Regions from separate parts of the Mus musculus genome. Here region 2 is linked to region 1. A link is a contact called in public Micro-C data. All regions are on one chromosome and are shown on one strand. Each heading gives the region's core, a stretch centred on a gene start, on an enhancer-like site or on the middle of the called end of the contact. The rest is flanking DNA. Distances are from core to core; before and after follow the strand shown.

Region 1 (5,907 bases), core at 2,281-4,780:
TTTCAGGTCTCTAGCACCCAAACTGCAGACTGGGGGAGCATTTTTCAGTCTGTGTGGGTAGACACTGGAGAGCAGTGAGCGGGTATGGGTTTGCCCAAGACCCTCAGCTGTGAGACAGTAGGCCAGGGTGCATTCTAGCTTCCTGGGCTTACCCCAGTGGGATACAGCACCATGGTGGCATTTGTGGACACCCTGAAAGTGAGGAGATGGGGGAACAATTTGAGTTCGTAAGGTGGTCCTACACAGGGAATAAGGATAGGTGGGGTCATAACATAGAAGAAGTATGCTTCCTTGTGTACCCAGAAAGTCAACCCGAGAGCATCCAATAATACCACAAGGAAGTGGAGGGAAAATCCAAGTAGAGAAGGCAACTGTTCTGAAGCTAGTCTTTCCACTGAGGATGAAAGATTGGCCCCCACGAAGGTTAAGGAACAAAGTCAAGGCTAACCAAAGTAACACATTTGAGCAGCCGAACCTAATGCAATTTAACTCCAAATACAGAGTTCGATTTTTTTTTTAACAGTGTAGAGACAATATGGTTTGGGAAAGGGCCTTCCCCACATAACACTGTGAATCATCACTATCATCATCATCCTATACAATGTTTATCACAGCCTAGCTGTATTTCATGCACTTTGGAAATCTTTTTCTACATTAACCCAGTTAACCATGAACATCGCTTCCTGGAAGACATGATTACTACTCGTATTTTACTAATATTGAAACTCAACCACAGAGAACATCAGTAATTTACCACGGATAGTGGCCTATAACGCTACAGAGCTAGGTACCCGGAGGTGGAAGGTATTGCTTGCATTGCTTCCCAGAGAATTTGCTCTAAGTGATAAAGAGCATCATCCACTGGGCTTCATGAACAACCTGGAGCTTCGAGCATCGTTACAATGAAGTATGTAGCTACATGCACACTTCATCTTCCAAGCTTAGGAAATAGCACACTTCTAAGAGCTACATAGGACACTCTGTCCACTTCACACCTTTCTGGCCTTAGTGTGCTCACTACACATACAGAGTAACTACAAAGGCAGACCTCATGCATATTGTCTAGGAAACAGGCAAAAGCAAGGTGGGAGCGCAGGCTTTGTGGGGAGAGGGCAGAGGTGTCTTAATATGGAGACCCTACTTTCTAACTGCTCCAGTAACACCTTACTGCCCTGTACTTAGAAAAGCGGGCTACAGAAAAGGAACTCCATTTGACTAATTACCTGCTAGAACTTAACATGCCACTTACCAAATTGAGCATTCTGCTCTTAGATGTTTTCCAATTGAAATAATCAGCTGTGAAGTTAGCATGTCATTTAAAAAAACACGGCAGCTTGGATTTTCCTTTGGGCTGCACTAGGTAGAGTTTGAACGTACAGGCTGGACAAAATGCTCTACCGCAAAGCCATACATACCCACAGTCCTGGAAACACAACCCTTCTTATCCAATACTTAGAGGACATCTCACTTTAAAGGTTACATTTCAGCCAAGGAGTCAGACATTGTTAGTTGTAAAGCAATCCCCGAGGAATAATAGGAACAGCTAATGATCTCATGCTTTTAGATCCGTGATCAGTTTCAAAACTGTAAGCACCCCACTAGGTGTAGTCACGTGCTTGCAGTCCAAACTGCTCTGAAGGCTGAGGCAGGGGAATGACTTGAACTCATAAATTCAAGACCAACCAGGGCAGCATCATGAGATCTAGGCTAGTATACACACACACACACACACACACACACACACACACACACACACAGAGAGAGAGAGAGAGAGAGAGAGAGAGAGAGAGAGAGAGAGAGAGAGTAAATCATGCCATTTCATCAGCCATACAGGGAACAAAACTTCCAAGGATACTCATTAGGAAAGCTGTGGGTTGGCAAATATAGACTAGATAGGAGCGATTCAAAGGCCCTGCCTGACGTAGCTTTTCTGCAGTGTCTCAAAGCAGGAAAGCCCCACGCAGTCCACTTTCTCCAAACACCATTCATAACCACCCAGGCCAAGCACCCAGCCCTCAGGGGAACGGAAGGCATTCAGAGCATCTCCTCAGTCTAAGACTTTCAATGTCTTGAAACAATAAACCAAGGCAAGCTGCTTTCTCCACCCTGTGAGAACCCTGATTTGGTCACTTTCAGCAACCTCACAGGCAGGAGTTGGGCTCTCAGCGTCAAAAGCTTCCCTCCCAAAGGCTGGCTCTTTTCTTTCCCTGATAACTATGTAAATTCCCCTCTCCCAGCCCCCGCTCCTGAGCTGAGCAGCCGCCGGGCTATTCAAAGCTGCGTTTCCAGCTCGGTCCAGCGCTTTCATCATGAATGCATGAATGAATGGGATGCTCATAGCCTGCACAGCTCACGGCTCTGCACAATGCCCAAACACACATTTTTCCCACGAGGGCATTTCGAGTTCGGCCTCCTACTTTTAACCTGTGCTCCTGGAGAGCAATCTGTGGGAACACACTCAATGTCACTTGTTGCATACATTGAGACGTTTTCGACAAACATTTGTGACCACCTAGCAGGGGCTTGCAGATAACTCTGGGTGGCATGGTATATTCTCTGTCCCTCCACCTCCCATCTCCAGTGCCCACTGAAAATTCACTTTGGGTTGGCTTCTGTTCTCAACCTTGTAAAGAAAGCTACTGATTCCAAGGAGAGCCGACACACTCACTGTCCGACCTTTCTAGCCCCTTACGCCATAATTTATAGTGCACATAATTTAAACACGCGTGGGGAGTCTATTTGCTCACTTTACAGAGTACACAAAGAGCACACTTTAGAGAACACATTTGTGTCCTGGACGCCATATGCGGGTCCCAGTTGCCCAGGACAGCTGACCTTGGAACCCCTTCTCCATCAGTCTTTTCCCGCTAGACCACCCTGGATGCTAGTGCCCCAGAGGAGCCGGCCTTTCTCCTTCCATGGTCTCTCTCTGCAACACAGGACAATGAAGTGAATGCCAGAGAACTCCGTTCCCATTCATTGCGGGAGCGCTGCATACAATCAACCAACCCGGCGGTCTCCGGCCAGTCCGCAGCCACTCAGGCGTTGGGTACGGAGTCAGTGTCCCTTCTCACGTGCCGGACACGCCACTCTCGCCACCCACTGTACTCCTGGATCTCAAGGTCCCACTAAGCTAGAAAGCAGGTGACCCCTAGAGTCAGAGGAAACCAGAGCCTAGAGCTCCAGGGAGCAGCCAGCGTCCTCAGGGAGGCGGCTTCCGCTGGAGTCCCTGCAGCCCCGTGCGGCCCGCAGCAGGTCCGCGCTGCGCCAGGGTGCGTGCGCCCATCCACAGCCCCGAGCGCCGCGCTTTGTCCCCTGCGCCCGCACGCTCCCGCTCGCCAGTCGGAGGGTCAGCGGTGTTCCCGCCGCGGAGCTCACCTCTCTGCTGGCTCCGCACGGTGACCCAGAGCACCGAGGCCAGGAGCACCAGGAGCGCGGCTCCCGTGCCGCTGCCGCGCATGTTGTCGCCGCCGCTCCCTGCGCTCCTGGGGAAGGTCTCGCCCGTGCTCGCTCACAGGCACTGCGCGAGTGTGCTCTTCCCAGCTCGACCCTGGCCTGGTGCGCAGGCCCTTCGGACACACCCCCGCCTGCCTGGCCGCGCCCCGCCCCTGTCCTACCCAGGACCTCCCCCAAAGGCGCCCCGCTGCGCCCAGGTCTGTCCTCCAGGGGGAGCCCCGCCGTGCGGAGTCCTTCCTAGGGGTCTCTTCCCAAGGGGATCTGTTCTGCCCCTGGTGGTGGTGGCGGGGTGCCTCTCCTGGGTGGTACTCTGACCCTCCACTCCAGTTGGGGTGAGCATTCAGGGTCCAATAGGGAGGAAGGTGGAGAGACAGGGGCCGGGGAGAAGCAGGTTTCTGTTAAGCCTGGCCCTGGAGGGTGGATTCCAAGAAAGTATTTGCCCTGTTGACCCTTTTCTGCCTGTTGGAACTGTGCAGTCTTGGCCAATCCCCAGCTGTAGAAATATAGTCAGGTCACAGTCCATTCTTGCGGGACCCTATATCCTGTCTGTTCCTGCACAGGACACTCTCAGTGGTTTTGGTTTGGGTGGCTGTGTTTTCATTTTGTTTGTTTGCCAGCCCCCTTCAGAAAATGGGTAGCTTTTTTGCCTAGGGAAAGCTCAGACGGTTGCTGGGACTTAAGTATAAGGGTAGTCTCCAAGTCTCAACGCTCATTTTGGAAAAACTCGTTTTAAACCTGAGAAAGTTTTAGTTTAGTTTCCTCGCAAACGTATTCATAACGCATTTCCACACTATGCACAGACACCATGACGTTTCCCACGATGCCCTGTGCCGTTTTCTCTTTCATAGGAGGAGGTCATTTTTGTTCAGTTTGTCTAAATCACTTTGAAAACTCTACCAATTCCCGGTTTCTCTAAGCACAGGTCCTTAACCACGTAATGAGTAAATTCTAATGAGAATAGTTGGCTATTATTTGTTAACAGGAAGTACAAAACAAACCTGTACCGTTTGGCCCTTTAAACAGGTACGGGGGGGGGGGGCTGCAGAGAGGGTTTAGGGGCTTAGAGCACGTGCTGTTCTTGCAGAGATCAGGGCTCAATTCAGGCTCACAAGCTTCTGTAACTCTAGTTCCAAGGATACAACACCCTCTCTTGACCTCTGCGTGCACTGAGTATGCATGTGGTGGGTAGTTAGCACAGGCGAAATTATCACACACACGGGGAAAAATCCACTGTGGCTCAGTAATGCCACTCAACACATCACTAAAGGTTAAAGTCAGATGTTCTTAACTACTTAAATATTAAAATGAATACCTAGATGGCAAGTGAGTGATGAGGGGTAAAGTAAGCATCTAAAAATAATTACTCAAGCGTTAAACATTTAGAACATCACAAATGTTTTTGCATCTAAATAACTGCCTTGCTTATATATTAGATACATGCATAGGGCATCGTAAAGAACATTCATTCATGTCTGTGATTTTCTCTAAGAGGGGCAGTTAGAGAGGCTCCTGGGAGAGACCAGGAAGTAAGCTCAGGCCTGTCTTACCTGCTTGTGTTTAGTGTGGGGCTAGAGCTCAGATCTGATTTCTCACCCAGTTTCCTGTACTGTCACCATACGACTCAATGTAAGAGGGCTCCAAGGTCCAGACAGCTCCCCAAATACAGCCTGCAGGTCAGTCACACCTGGTGCTGGAGTTACGGGCAGGAGAACAGCCATCACCTGCAGATCGCAGATCGCAGATCGGAAGCATCAGGAGCCACAGGTCATGACTTACAATCGCGGCTCAGAATCAAGCAGGACTGTTTCAGCAAAAGAAAATTTCACAACAGCACACGGATAAAATGGAATGGTCAAAATATCTTCATCCCAAATGTTTTATGAAAGTTCACAGGACAGAGTTTTCCACTCCTCACTCTGCTTGGCAAATACCTAAATTGCCTCCAGGGCTGCGGAGAGTGTGGAGACCTGCTCAGGGTGAAAAATGAGTTTAATAAAACGGCTGCCTTTTCTGAGAGCCTCCGCACTCCACTGCTTGGACCAGACACTAGTCCTGTCTCTTTTCCATCCTGCACAGTGACAGACCACTCCTGTAGGACACAGACAGCAGAACCATCTTGCTGCTTGGACAGTCACGTGGCTCAACCATCCAAGTGCAGGCTGCTGCAGAGGCCTTTTACAAGGTCCCTCACCTCTCTGTGCTTTGTCATAACTAGAGTGGCCAGGCTCTCCCTATGCAGTGAGCAAGAATAACGCCCCATGTTTTCTAGCAGATGATCCATCTTACAATTAAAAGCACAGCTACATTAGGCTTAATTAATGAGATAGCTGCTCTATGAGAATCATTTTCCAAAGGGGAAAAATACGAGCTGAGCCATCCCCGAGGTCTCAGCCTCTACTTAGGTGCACTTCTTTCTGACTTGTTCAGAGTTGCTTCCCTTTAATTATGTTT
Region 2 (5,907 bases), core at 1,981-4,480, 310 kb before region 1:
TTGGTGCTGAGAACACTCGCTGAAGCATCTGTGGGCTGATGTTTTGACATCTACAGCAGAATAGAACCCTGATGCAAGGTAAGTTCCTTTCTTTCAAATGTGCAGAAACAGGTCTACAAACTAGCATGTTGCTCGGAGCCCCATGTTTTGCCGGTGTTGGGCTGGTGTGGACACCCATGTTTCCTGATTCTAAGCCCAGTACTTGGCACAGGAAACTCAAACTTGCTTCCATTTACCCTGTCTCCAACAAACAGGAAGTCCTATTTCAGAACGAATGCCCATGGTCCACTGTCCAGATAACTTTATCTTCCCGAAGGTCCTCGTGTGGACTCACTCCACAACCCGGCGAGTTGTCACTGCCCTAAGCTGTCATCCCTAGCCTGAAGGTCTTTTTGTTTTCAACCCTTGTCCCCACCTCTTCTCTTTCAATCCTGAGGATCAATTAGAATCAAACTCAGGGTCATGAGCCACATGCCAGACAGGTGTCCCACCTCAGAGCTCAGGCCCCCAAATGGATTTCATGGTGTCTATATTACTAAACTTGTTTAGGCTGAAAATTATTCACTGAGAAAACACTTGTACAGACCAATTTTTGTCTTTAGTGGAAAGCAGGACTATTCCAGTGCGGCCACATCAGCAGTTTCACTTAAGGGATTCTGCCCCACAAAGATTCTCCGGCAGGCCGATGTCTTGATGGAAGGATCATGCAGCACAGGTGATAAGGACAGCTTAGCAAGAGAGGGACTGTCTCTAAAGTTGTACCCATAGTAAAGGAAGAAGTATGTCGTGATTCAGGAACACTTAGCCATCACCACCCCTAGGTCTGTCTACCAAGTAGTGGTTACTAGACTCCAGAGAGCAGCATACAGCTACCATCAAGGTCACAGCTTCAGAGAGAAGAAACACCCCCTCCCTGTAGCAAATCAGACCGAGGATTGGTGCACACAACCTTTCTCCCCATCTCTCTAGATTTCCTGCTGGTTTCTCTCTTGTGTTACAGATGACCCGATCCAGCCCTTAGAGACTATAAGTCACATCAGGTCGGACAATCTGAAGGGTTAATGGAAGGAGCTTGAGTAACACATTGTGCCACACAACATGTGCAGTCTGGCATCTTTTTGCAACCTGAAAACTCAAGGATGCTGACAAAAGCTGTACTTTGTAGCTCACACACAAAAAATGGAAGTACACAGAGAACTTGTTTTTGTTGCTCGATTCAGTGCTATGAAGCAATATGAGTCACTTGGAAAAATCCCTTGGCTAGCTTGAAAGCTAAGAACCACTACCCTGAAGAGTACTATCTACTTTACCAATCCACTTGTATTCCAGCCATTCATTTCATTCATTCATTCATCCATTCATTCATTCATCACCAAGCCTTCTGACCTAGGTAGGGTTACTATTACTGGAATGAAACACCATGAGCAAAAGCAACTTGGGGAGGAAAGGGTTAATTTCCCTCCCAGTTCCAGTTCACAGTTCTTCATCAAAAGCAGTGAGGGCAGGAACTCAAGCAGGGCAGGAACCTGGAGGCAGGAGCTGAGGCAGAGGCCATGGAGGGGTGCTGCTCTCTAGCTTGCTCACCACGGCTTCTTCAGCATGCCTTCTTTAGAACCTAGGGCCACCTTCCCAGTGCCAGCACCACTCACAATGGGCTACCCCCACTCCCCCAGTCCCTAGTTAAGAAAACACTCTACAGGCTTGCCTACAGCCTGATTCTTATGGAGGCATTTTCTTAATTGAGGCTCCTTCCCCGCAGATGACCTCAGCTTGTGTCAAGTTGATAAACACTATCCAGCACACCTTCCTCTCTGGAGTGTGTGCTATGTGAAACAGGAGGGGCTCTGGGATATGAGAGAGAGAGAGAGAGAGAGAGAGAGAGAGAGAGAGAGAGAGAGAGAGAGAGAGACCAGTTCTTCCAGCAGCTTCCAGTTGAGTAGAAAGCACCAACTTGCTGGAAAATGGTAATTTGATCATGAGTTAGTGGTGGGTTTTCCCCTCAGGCTTTCTACTCCTTGGTGTTTCATTCTGAGAAGTTTCCTGGTTCCATCTGGCCTTTGGGGGAGGGGGGAGGTAAAAAAAAAAAAGACCACGACCTATTAGGAGTCACTCAAGTGGATGCCAGACCAGAGCAAAGAAACACACAAGGCATGGTCTGGAGAGTCTACCTTCATCACAGAGCAGAATGAAATTATTCCTGTAACAAAGCAAGAGCCATTTCTGGAAAGTGGCCGGGGAGTAAGAGGTGGGGGAGGGGGCTTTGATTGATGATCTCTAAGCGGTTTCACAGGGAGAGAATTTTGAAAGCAGTTCCAACCAGAAACACAATCAGGAGAAAGACTATATTGCACTTTTGGGTATGTTATATACAGTGTGTGTGTGTGTGTGTGTGTGTGTGTGTGTGTGTGCATGTGTGTTTATAATCTTCTCCCTTAAAAAGCCCCCTGAAAATAGCATTCATGGAGCCCGTGGCAATAAGGAGTACTTTTCAGACAGTCTGGAAACAGTATCTGTCAGGGACCACAACTGAGTGGAGGAAAGGGATGTTAGGAATGAGGTAAGAGTCTGGCGTTGCAGTCTTGAGGGTATGGGAAGGAAGCTCAGGCTTGCACGTGCAGAGGGAATGGCTTGGGCAGAAGGGAAATCGAATTCGCTGTCACTTAGACTAGCAAACGTCAGTGCCATTCAGCTCTTCAATTTCCGATTCAGATGAGAGTGTTACATTTAAATGAGAGTGTCACATTTTTCTCCCTTTCTTCCCCAGAGCACCCATTCCAGACCTAGCCTTTCTCCCCTTGCCTAAGGCATGGTTTCTGTCTCACTTCTGACTGCCAGGCAGGAAATGTTCCTAGCCATGGGATAAGCCTCCCGTCTGAAGGGGCCGAGGAGGAGGTTGAGAAGAGGAAAGGAGAAACAAAGGAAGAAAAACACAAACTTTACTAGAGCTGCTGGCTGGAGCCGCAAGCTCCAGGCAGGTTTCCAGTTTCCTAGAAGCAGGGATCCGTGGGCGTGGCCCTCAGTGTTTGTTAATCGGCCCGGTGTACTCTGTGGGCGTGCCCTCGGTGTATTAAGCTAATCTGTCTGTTGTACTCTGTGGGCGTGGCTCTTAGTTATGCTAATCGGTGCGCCTTGTTTTGTGGGCGTGGCCCGCGTTGTATGCTAATCTGCCGCTGTACTCTGTGGGCGTGGCCCTTGGGCGGGCGGGGCCGTCCTAGTCGCAGAGCCTTGGGGCGCCGGACGCTCGGGGCCGCTGACCCGCTCCCGGAGCTAGTCCACGTTGGTCTCGGTCTTTGTTCTGGGTTAGCGCGGGGACATGCGCCGCTGAGGATGGAGGTGGAGGACTCGGGCGGCGTGGTGCTGACCGCCTACCACTCGCACGCGCGCTCGCAACCGCAGGGCGCTGAGCCACGCTGCGCGTCCCGGGCCAGCCATCCGCTCAGCAGGTACGGAGCGGCACCGCGGGCCGCGCGCGCGCGCGCCGGGCGGGGCGGGGAGGGGGCAGCGCTTAGGCAAGTTTTTATGGAGTTGATAACTGAGACTGCTCTTTGTATGATCCTGATTGGAGATGAGAAACAGCCTGGGCAAAAAGTCTGTGTGTGGCTGGCTGAGGCTAGCGGGGTACTTGTAGTCTTGACGCAACTTTATCAAGAGTTAGATAAACATACCATTTCTGTGGAAGACTCTCACCATGTACTGGAGAAATTTTAAAATATTACCAAGAACCCAAACACAAGTCGGTTGAAAAGAAAAAAAGTTCTCGCAGACACTCAGATTAACTATTTGAAGCTAAAGTTTTTCTCAAAAGGAAACCTTCACTGACATAACAATTTCACTTCTACTGTAAATACCCTCAATTGTTTAAATACAGTGATGTCATTATTTGATGAGTGCCGGTGCCGATTGTATGCAACCAACGCAATTCCTGTTTATTTCTTTGGGTGACCATGTGCATTTAGTAAGCCAGGGATCTGGAGAACATTGCTCTGGCATGCCCATCTGTTCCGCCAAAGACGGATGGTCAAAAATATTCCAAATGTGAGATGGTTTGCTGTCTGGCGTGTTTAGGGGAAGTTCCTTTGCTATTCTCTACGACTATATCAGTGGACGTTTTTACTTATTTATTTTGAAGCCTACGCTAATGCGTGTTTTGATATCATCTCCTAATGGCATCTTACATCACTGTTATTTTCAATTACTTGCTTTTCCTCACACTCTTAACTTTATGTGATTATAATTACTGCTGTTTCCCAATTTAATTGATTTGTGACTATGTCACATAATATGCTTTGGACGGTATCCATGAGATGAACCAATCGCACTGGCTTAGGAATTATACTGGTCTTCGCTAACAAAGAAATTATTGTTTCTTCCAGAGAGAGCAGGTTGAGTCAAATCTCATTTTAAAACAGACAGTGAGAGATGTACCAGTTTTCTCCGGCAGTCGGAGTCACGCACATCATTTTGACTCAGCTTGAAGATACAAACTCTTCTTTGTATTGAGTGTGTAATTCTTTTAGAAGAAAGTACCATCTTGACTAAATAGATGGGATTGGATGCAAGGCAGGGGCCAGTTTTCTACATTCTTAAGTGGCTTGGGTGTAGCTTAAACCCTAGCAGCTGTCCCTGTGGGCATCAGCCAGATAGCTGAAAGCAAATTGGAGGGAGATTTTGTTTTTTATTAGCTCAGCATGTGGTCTTGTAGAATGGTAATGTGTGAGAGTGGGAGAGCTGACTGATATCATAGTCAGTTCTTTACCATAAACCAGTTGGGTCTAAGTTTATAATGTTGCCGATTGCCTTGTACTCCAGAGGACCCTCAGTTACTCCCTCCTCTGAGGCGGGGGATGGGAGTGTGCAGCCCTCCTTCCAGCCCCCCCCAGCAGAATTATGGGAGGATAGCTTAACTCCCTGGCCCTCAGTAGAAGCACTGAAAATAGAGGTTCCCGTGTTTACTAGGAGCTAGAGGATACTACATCATCCATCATGTGCCTGATAACAGAAATTATCAGGCCCAGTTATTAACCTTTGACTTACTAGCTACTGATCAATTCTTTCCTTCAAGCCAAGAAGCAAGAAGGTATTGTTCTGCTTTGGAAGAATGCACCCCTCTCATTCAGGAACATGCGTTCTTTAAACTTGCGAATGGATTTGGAGCCTACTGGTGGCACAGTGAGCAGTCTGGCTCTGGGAAAGTGGGCTCTGACTTCCCAAAGAGATCATTCATTAGCACTTGCTAAAGCTAAACCTTCCTCCTTCCTCCTCAGGCCCCTAGTGTACCTAGTTGTTTTGAGTTTGGGGTCTTATTTTTTTCTCCACCAAAACATATCTCCCACCATTATATCCAAACACCAGAGAAGTATCTGGTATAATGTAATAACCAAATAAATATTTCTTGAGGAAATTAGTGGGTTCCTACTAAAGATTTATAAGCTTGCCGAGATAAAATGGCAGGATTTTTAAGAGCCAGATTCAGCCTGCCTGCACAGACTGTGTGTTAGTAACCCATCAAGCCCTGAGAAACACAAAGATAAATGAGATGTTCTTCCTGCCATGAAAGTGTGGGCAGACCAATAGAATTGTCAGTAAAAGGATGAAACAATAGAACCTTTGGAAGGAATGAAGTGACACAATTTCTAGTATAAGAAAGTTCAGGTATAACCGGATTTCCAATTTCCAGTTAAGAATGGGGGGCACAGCAACTGGGGTCCATACTGCTGCCTGCCAACACTATGGGAAGCTGAGGGAGAGTAAAGGCTGCTCACTGTGCTGGCCTTGGGAGCCTCTGTTTGCCACGCTCTTTCTGCTGCTTCTCCGTAGTGAAGTCCGCCGTTCGATTAAATCTCTTTAGGGCCCGTCATTTGTTTATTTAATTTTGTTAAAGTAAATAACCAGCAAACTATGCCTATC

Evidence for each region. Hi-C and Micro-C count contacts between places; a contact is called where the count stands out from the background.
Region 2: a Micro-C map of embryonic stem cells shows a contact between it and region 1, with 2.7 times the contacts expected there. The contact joins the promoter of Arhgap28 here to the promoter of Lama1 in region 1. A contact is called at or near these places in 3 of 484 Hi-C or Micro-C datasets (all in embryonic stem cells) and 1 of 115 datasets of contacts at active chromatin or transcription factors (extraembryonic endoderm stem cells).

Annotation. Positions count from the first base shown.
Region 1 is chr17:67,694,888-67,700,794 of GRCm38.p6, reverse strand. It overlaps Lama1 (laminin, alpha 1), which reads right to left and starts at 3,530. Exons shown (of 63, transcript NM_008480.2): 1 at 3,379-3,530. The coding sequence starts at 3,460.
Region 2 is chr17:68,001,431-68,007,337 of GRCm38.p6, reverse strand. It overlaps Arhgap28 (Rho GTPase activating protein 28), which reads left to right and starts at 3,230. Exons shown (of 18, transcript NM_172964.4): 1 at 3,230-3,443. The coding sequence starts at 3,328.